3 separate regions of the Rattus norvegicus genome follow, and all the other regions are linked to region 3. A link is a contact called in public Hi-C data. All regions are on one chromosome and are shown on one strand. The core of a region is the stretch at or near the end of the contact, and the rest is flanking DNA. Distances in the headings are between cores, read along the strand shown.

The links. A called contact is a pair of places that touch in the nucleus more often than the background predicts.
Region 1: a Hi-C map of hepatocytes shows a contact between it and region 3, with 2.2 times the contacts expected there. The contact joins the promoter of Cct2 here to the promoter of Yeats4 in region 3. A contact is called at or near these places in 6 of 12 Hi-C or Micro-C datasets (the A7r5 cell line, the Rat2 cell line, frontal cortex and 2 more) and 1 of 1 datasets of contacts at active chromatin or transcription factors (oligodendrocytes).
Region 2: a Hi-C map of the A7r5 cell line shows a contact between it and region 3, with 4 times the contacts expected there. The contact joins the enhancer-like site here to the promoter of Yeats4 in region 3. A contact is called at or near these places in 3 of 12 Hi-C or Micro-C datasets (the A7r5 cell line, Schwann cells and frontal cortex).

What each region holds. Positions count from the first base shown.
Region 1 is chr7:54,590,124-54,592,823 of GRCr8, reverse strand. Cct2 (chaperonin containing TCP1 subunit 2) reads left to right here and starts at 1,419. Exons shown (of 16, transcript NM_001005905.1): 1 at 1,419-1,476; 2 at 2,120-2,194; 3 at 2,282-2,347. The coding sequence starts at 1,474.
Region 2 is chr7:54,925,420-54,928,119 of GRCr8, reverse strand. It overlaps LOC120093601 (a long non-coding RNA gene), which reads left to right. Exons shown (of 3, transcript XR_010053309.1): 1 at 1-2,700. Among named protein-coding and RNA genes, the nearest start is that of Cpsf6, 53 kb to the right of the region's middle. Within about 2 kb of position 1,424, at least 6 of the 93 cell types and tissues checked have an H3K27ac peak or open chromatin away from gene starts, as enhancers often do.
Region 3 is chr7:54,750,071-54,752,770 of GRCr8, reverse strand. Yeats4 (YEATS domain containing 4) reads left to right here and starts at 1,410. Exons shown (of 7, transcript NM_001127527.2): 1 at 1,410-1,486. The coding sequence starts at 1,436.

The DNA.
Region 1 (2,700 bases), core at 170-2,669, 160 kb after region 3:
CACAAATAATGTTTAAAAACCAGTTGATAACTAGATTTGACTGTCCATAGCTCGCCAGCCCGAACTTACTATATCTAAGGGTAAATATAACTAAACATTGAAAATGCCTTAGTGTTGGCAAGTATCAGAAATTTAGGTACTTACTAAGTGATCAAAGAGAGAAATGTTACCAATGGATAAAAGAAAAACTAACATTCTTTTCAATCATTTGGGGCTTTGCCTTAGGTATCAAGAGCAAAGAGAAAAACATTTTAATATTTTTAAAAGAATTATTTATTTTATGTGTAAGAGTACACTCACTGTTGCTGTCTTCAGACACACCAGAAGAGGGCATCAGATCCCATTACAGATGGTTGTGAGCCACCATGTGGTTGTTGGGATTTGAACTCGGACCTCTGCTCAGGAAGAACAGTCAATGCTCTTAGCCACTGAGCCATCTCTCCAGCCCCAAGAGAAAACTTTTTAAAAACTGATTTATTATGTAGTTTATGTATGAGTGCTCTGTATGCATGTACACCTACCTGCATGCCAGAAGGGCATCAGATGGTTGTGAGTCTCCATGTAGTTGCTGGGAATTGAACTCTGCACCCCAGGAAGAGCAGATACTGCTCTTAAGCGCCGAGCCATCTCACCAGCGCCGAGAAAACTATTTGTAATAAGCTGAAATATTTCGGACTTGATCTTTGAGAAGTCATGTAAGAGTTATAATGGGCTCTCCCCTACCCCGAGGGAAAACAAATGAGGAAAACCTGAACTGGACTACTAGAGCCAATGTCTCAGCTAAGACTCACTAGCGCTTGTCCTGAGCAGTTAAAATCCAATTAGTGTCTTAAAATTAAATGAACTGCAGGAGTAGTGGCGCCCACCTTTTATACCTGCACTGTGGAGGCAGGGTAGAAGGATCTCAGATGGCCAAGCTAAGCTAGAGTTACACAGTAAGACCATGTCTAAGAAGTTAAATGAAGATTCCTTTATAATAATAATGCTAAAAATTATTATTTAGAAGTCTATTGATAAATAACCCTGCCAAAGTAAAATAAAAAGCACGAAAAATGGAATGGTTGCTACCGGGACGAGTAAATAATGGAAATGATTAGTGTGCAACACTTGAAAATGTACAACTGACCTTAAAACAAATTTTGAAAGATTAAATTTTAAAAATGTATGTTAAGCAGGAACTTCGTTTCCGTGGCAACCCGCGCGGTACAAAGTCTCTTTGTTCTCCAGTTCTATTCTAAATCAGCTCGCCCCTAGCCCCGCCCACATCTCAATGATTTCCGCTACTGGGCTAACACGAGCCGAGGCCCCGCCCCTTCTACAGAGAGCAGCCCGCCACGCAGGAGGCGGAAACCCGCGCAGGTCGGCTCCGCCCCCTGCGGCAGATCGTGTCGTCACTTCCGCCTTCCTTTCCCCCTGCTGGCTTCCCGGCGCGGCTTGTGAGGGATTATCCTCTACTCTGAATTCGTCGGAACCATGGTGAGCCTAGCTTTCGGCCCAGGCCTTCGGCTCCTGCCCGGGTCCTGCTGTGTCCCGCCTCCCCGCTGCTCCTCTTGTCTAACCGGAGTCGCAGGCTTCCTGCGGCCGTCTCATGGACCCTCGGCACATGGCACGGACCGGGCATGAGGCCTGCGTGGGACCCGCTGACCAAGCTCTCTGCGTGGGGCTGGAAGGGAGAGCGCGCCCTAAGCCAGCATCTCTTTGTAAGATGAGAGCTTCTCATCTAGGGTACCTCGACCAGCCCCCGGCCTTAGCCCTAGCGGAGAAGTTTCTAGCTACTCTTGTCGGCCCCGCCCTCTTCGGGGCGGGTCTTGAAGGGCGAGCGGCAGTGCAGGCCTGTGGAAGATGGAGGGTAGCTAACTGGTGGTTGGTGCTTGCCCATCCTTAATGTTGCCTTTAGTTTTGTCATAAACACTAGTGGGTTGATGTGATGGCTTATTCCTGGCGCCTACAAGAACGTCCCTCTCGCCATTTAAATAAATACCCACTCCGACGACTGACTCCTGAAATTATATCGGAAACCAGTTTTCCTTTAGATAACCTTACCGATCTAGTGAGAGGCCCTAGATGTGTCTTATCGAGTACTGGCGTTCAAACGGCGTGTGTTACTTTCTCCTTCTAGGCCTCCCTTTCCCTTGCACCTGTTAATATCTTCAAGGCTGGAGCTGATGAAGAGAGGGCAGAGACAGCTCGCCTGGTAAGCCCGTCTGCTTCTTTTAAATGAAAGATCCAACTCTTTGTGAGTGTAAATTTTGACCGCCTTTTCTGATTTTTCTTTTTTAAGTCATCCTTTATTGGTGCCATTGCCATTGGAGACTTGGTGAAGAGCACTTTGGGACCGAAGGGCATGGTAAGAAAAATAAGAAATTTTTAGAAGTTTCTTTTGTTTCTAGTTTTGTTTGCTTTTCCTGTGGTCTTGTGTTGTAGTGGCTGGCCAAAAAGTACGTTTTTTTGTTTTTTGTTTTTTTTCCTTTTTTTCGGAGCTGGGGAACCGAACCTAGGGCCTTGCGCTTGCTAGGCAAGCGCTTTACCACTGAGCTAAATCCCAACCCCCCCAAAATACAAGTTTTAATAATGGTTTAAAGCTTTTGGTGTAAATTTAGTAATAATTTTTTCCCCTTATGTTTTGGAATCTAAAACTTTAAATTAGAAAAAGTCCTTTTGTATTACCATCCCCAATCACACATCTCTCTCCAGTGGCAG
Region 2 (2,700 bases), core at 175-2,674, 180 kb before region 3:
TCCAAGTGCTGGGGTTAAAGGCCCATGTCACCACATGCGGAAGGACTAATGTATCTAGTTCTTATCATGAAACATGAAGATTTAATTTCTGAGTTGGAAAGATTAATGGTTTACTGGTAGAGCAATCCCCTGGCACGTCCTGAGTTTGATCCCCAATTAGTAATGACCAAAAAAGAATTTGTAATAAGGATTTAATCATAAATCCTTTACAGTTCATTTTTTTTGGCTTAAAACATAAAATTGTATGTTTCCCCTAGTTAATTCCGCATTTCTGCATTTAATTATATATACATTTAATTATATATAAATACATATATATATATATATACAAAAGATTTATTTATTTTATGTATGTGAGTACACAGTCTCTCTCCTCAGACACACCAGAAGAGGGCATGGGATCCCATTACAGATGGTTGTGGGCTACTATGTGGTTGCTGGGAATTGAACTCAGGACCTCTGGAAGAGCAGTCAGTGCTCTTAACCACTGAGCCATCTCTCTGCCCCCCAATCTCATATTTTTTTAACCTTGCAAATAAATAAAAAACATCACGCACCAAAATTAACCAGGTCTGAAGTCTATACAACGCAGGGAACTTCTATACAGCCCCGCCCCTCAGGTGGAGGCGCTCCTCCTGTCCCGCCCCTCAGAGGGAAGCGATCCTCCTGGCCCCATTCGATAGTATTACTCACTTGGGCCACCGTATCCAGCCTAACTGCTTTATGTAACGCTGTGAAAGTTGAATTGGCAGGATTCAATCAAAACCACATTACTTGATGGAGAGATCTAGTACAAAGATTTTTTTTCCCCAACAGTTCTGCCTGTGGTGGAACTGGCCTGGAACTCACAGAAATCCTGCCTCTGCCTTCTGAGGGTTAGGATAAATGGTGTGTGCCACCACAACTGGTTACCTTCTTTCCTTCCTTCCTTCCTTCCTTCCTTCCTTCCTTCCTTCCTCCCTTCCATTTTAAAGATGTTTTAACTATGTCTTTAGTAGAATACGAAAGAGATCTTTGTAGTACATGTCATCTCTAAGTGAAGGGGTTAAAAAGAACCGTAAACCAGGGTTTCCAGTCCTGTTATTGGTGCCACATTGGGTGGAATCCCTTGTAGGGGCCTGTCCTGTGTATAGTAGGGTGTTTATTTCAAAGCATCCCCTGCCGAAACCCAGCAGATGAGGGCCATGCTCCCTCACCTGCCCTGCGATGTAACAAACACCTCTCTAACTCTTGGCAACGTCCTTCCTTAAAGTTATCTCAAAGGCAGCGAAGGTGGGGAGCAGCTGCCACCACAGTGTTAGCAGAGGAGAAAGAGAAGGGGAACTGCTTAAATTAGAAATCTGCTGATGCTCGTTCCCTGCACTGGGCACGGTGAAGCCAGTTCTGCCGGTGCTGCCAAAACTGCAAACCGGGCTCCATTGCTACAGGAAAGCAAGCTGCGGTTTGTGGGACAAGTCTGCACTCTGGAACAGCAGCCACCTGATTTCTTCGGCCTCCCTCGAGCGCCCCCTACAGGCAGAGTCTGGAAGGGAGCCAGTCCGCAAGGAAAGCCCCTTGATGGAGGGAAAAGGCTAGAATTGGTTCTAGCAAAGCTGGAAATGTATCCAGGAATAACGGAAGATCATGGCGAGTTTGAATTTACGTCTGTGGACAAAAACTTTTAAGAAAATAAGCGTTTTTATATACTTAAAGGCAACAAATTGCATATGTTTTCCTAGTGGCTAATCCTATGTTCTGTGAATTGATTCTTACTGCTTTTGTGCTTTGCATAACCTTACTTCCGATCTTAAGAATAGTTGTCTTAATTCATCTGTGCCAACTCCCCGAGATTTCCAGAGCATGCTGCATTTGACTTTTTACTTTTGCTCTTTAAATGTTTCTTTCTCCCACAAGACTGTTAATGCCTCGATAAGAATTGTGTTTTATTGATTTTTGTCTAACTCACTAAGTATTCCTTAAAAGCCTAATAACGGATGAACTATCTGGAAGAAAAAGAATAGAAAATATAAATGTGCTTGTAAACAGGCACGTCCCAGGGCTCTCAGATGGCAAGGGAATTAAAACAGATTTTAAACGGCCAGGCATGGTGGTGCACACCTTTAATCCTGGCACTTGGGAGGCAGAAGCGGGTGGGTCTCTATGAGTTTGAGGCCAGCCTGGTCTACAGAGTGAGCTCCAAGTCATCAAAGGCAAAATGGTGACACACACACACACTTAAAACTAATAAAAGCGGGGCTGGGGATTTAGCTCAGTGGTAGAGCGCTTACCTAGGAAGCGCAAGGCCCTGGGTTCGGTCCCCAGCTCCGAAAAAAAAGAACCAAAAAAAAAAAAAAAAACTAATAAAAGCAAATATTTAAAGAACAGACAAGTATAGCTTTAAGGTTGACAGGATGACTTGGTGGGACACAGGTTGTGGAGAACATTCTAGATCCAAGCAAAAGCAGCCTGGGTGATTTTGTCCTTGCTTATTTCTCTGGTTTCTGTTACCTTACAGCCTTTCCAGTCGAGTTTTCTTAATGCTTTTTGAACACGGAAATCATATTTCTACCTTAGGGCCTTTGTTCACGCAATTCTTCCACAGGGATATGTGTGCCTCATCTCTTTTCACTGTTTGCATGAATACCTTCCTTCCTCCCTTCCTCCCTCCCTTCCTCCCTCTCTCCCTCCTCTCTTTCTTCATATGTTATTGGGGTTAAACCT
Region 3 (2,700 bases), core at 161-2,660:
GTATGTGTGTATGTGTTGTATGTGTTGTGTATGTGTGTGTGCACGTACACACACATAATAAAGTAAAAAACAAAACCTTTTATTAAAGATTAGCAAAAATTGATTGACCATGCTGTCAAATTTGCTTCTCAATCTCTTGATTAGTCTCATTGATTAGTGCTGTGCCCAGCCTTCATCAGGGAAGTTTATTGCAATGAGCAGTGGTTAATACAGAAACTCAAAACTAGCCAAAGTACTGGAAATAGGAGATGCTGGTGTGCTTAACACTATATGGGACAGTTGTATCCTTCCAAGGTTGGGGAGTATTTCAGTAAAGGGGATATAAAGAGCCAAATAGTGGGAGACATGCAGCAAAACGACACCTTCTGGCCATGACAAGACCATTGCACTCCTGAACTTACTGGAGCTGCAGGTATCTTCATAAGACCTAAGAATGGCATGTTAATATTTCATCATGGATAGGGGAAAGGGGCCCATGGGTTTCACCCTTTCCCGAGGTACTATTGACAATTCATGACTGTTTGGGAAAGAGATGCCGTTTTGTTTAGGAGCCACTGAACTTCTCTTGCTCCAGTAAAGAATCCAATATCCATGGTAGGACAGGAAACACCAATTAAACCCAATAAGTCACAAATTAAGAGGACATGAAAGTAGGAGGGAGGCTTGTTGGAAATAAGGGTTCCAACTGGGGATGGGGATGAAAGAGAAGAATGGTGAATGAAGATAAGGACAAGATCCCTCTTAGATATGGTTTAGGTTTTTACTGTAGATATGAGGGAGAAAACAGCCCGAGGAGAAAACAGCCCAAGGTATCTGGAAGAGTCAGACTGAACATGGCCAGCAAAATAGATTGAGCCATGAGGAGGGGAAGGGGACAGCAGTCTTTTCTCTAGTTCCATCATATTGGCCTTGGGAATCGAACTCATGTCAACAGTATTAGCAGCCCCACACCCAGTTATCTGAAGCTTTGATTCGAGTCTATAATCTTGAAGTGCGTAGGATTATCTCAACCCTAAAGTTACAAAAGTTCACTATTTTGGTGCTGGGTGCTCCCCTATCCTTAACTTCTGGAATTCTTCCTAAAACTATTCCCATCTCCCCATTCGGTCGGTTCTCTCTACAACTGCTCAACTAGCTCTCGCCCGGAAGGCAGCAGCCTCGCGCGTGCGCCGTAGCTGCCCAAAACCGTTGCGCATGCGCCGCCCCCATCCCCGCTTCCGCTCCGCTCGCCCACCGCGGGGCTGAATGGCCGACCCCGACGCGGAGGGTGTGGAGGAGGTGGCTGTTCGGCGCCGCAAGCCCAGGTGACCCGCCCTCCTCCGGCCTGAACCCCTCGGCCCGGGCTTGCGCGGGAGGAGCGGGCCTGTGAGGGGAGCGACGAGGCCGCCGGCCTGAGCTCTTTCCCTGGCGGCCGCGGCTCCTTCCCTGGGACAATATGTTCAAGAGAATGGCGGAATTTGGGCCTGACTCCGGCGGGAGAGTGAAGGTCAGTGCGCAGCCGCGGCGCGCAGAGCGGAAGCTCGGCGCTCATTGGTCCCCGTCACCGCCTCCCGTCCCGCCAAAAACAAAGGTTCCGGGTTGGCTAGGGCGTCCTTACTTGACCAGGTAACTGTGGCTCCTGGGTAGCCTTGTCATTCCTGAAGCCCCGTGCTAGTAAAGTCATCAAAGAGCGCTTAGCATCTTTCGTGTTCAGTGAAGGTTGTCATAGAGTCCCAGTATAATGCTGGACGTTGTGACATCCTGTTCCCTCACATTTAAGCATTGTACATGTATTATTAATAGGGGTGGAGGTCAGAGGACAACTTGCAGAAGTTGGTTGTCTGCTGTCACCATATGGGTGTGTCTTTGGAGTAGTCCCTGCCTCTCCAGCCTGTGTTGCAGGCGTCTTTTCCCAGTGTGCCATCTCTCCAGGTCGCCCCCTTCCACCTTCCTACATCCACTGGTTACTTTTTAAGGCACTGGTTCCTGATGCTCTCCCAGCGCCCCTTTTAACTCCTACTTACAGATCTCACCACAGAAAGGAATTTTTTTCTTAAATCATTTTTACACCAATCTACTTCATTTTTAAAATCTTTGTCAGTGTCATGATTATCTTAATCCTAGTGTCTATACATCCATAGCTGTCTTAACGGTAAACATAAGATGAAAAATCCTCGAAAACCTTAAAGCCCTGATGTGCAATAGGAGAAAGAAATGCCAGGTAAAAGTCCATGTTAGAGTAAGAGGCTTTGTAGAGCTGTGCATTTGACCAAGCTTTTAGGTAAGGTGTCCGGCTGGTGGGAAGTGATTACAGAGCAAAGGGTTAATGTGAAAACTTTTCTCTACTTGCACATGCTAAGTCTAGAAGTTTGCGGTTTTTAGTCTAGGATAATTTGAGAAAGTTAGGCCTGTAATCCTCAAATGAGTTTCCTCCTTGGTAGCTGGGGTGGGGTCGGGGGTGAGGCAAGAACAAGATTGGCCCTTGAGAGACCCAACCTAGGTGGCCTGTGTGCTCCCCTGTCCTCACCTCCTCCTAGGCCATTCTTCAATGAGCTGATCCGAGTACTAACTCATGGTTAGTGCTTCCACAGTCCTGTCTCCTCTCAGTGCCACCAGCTAGGGAGCAGCCCTAAGCCTTTGGGGAGCTACTTCATACCCAAACTGTGCTATACATAGTAGTGATAGCAGTGGGAAATGCTTGCCCTGAAATTTTCTCATAAA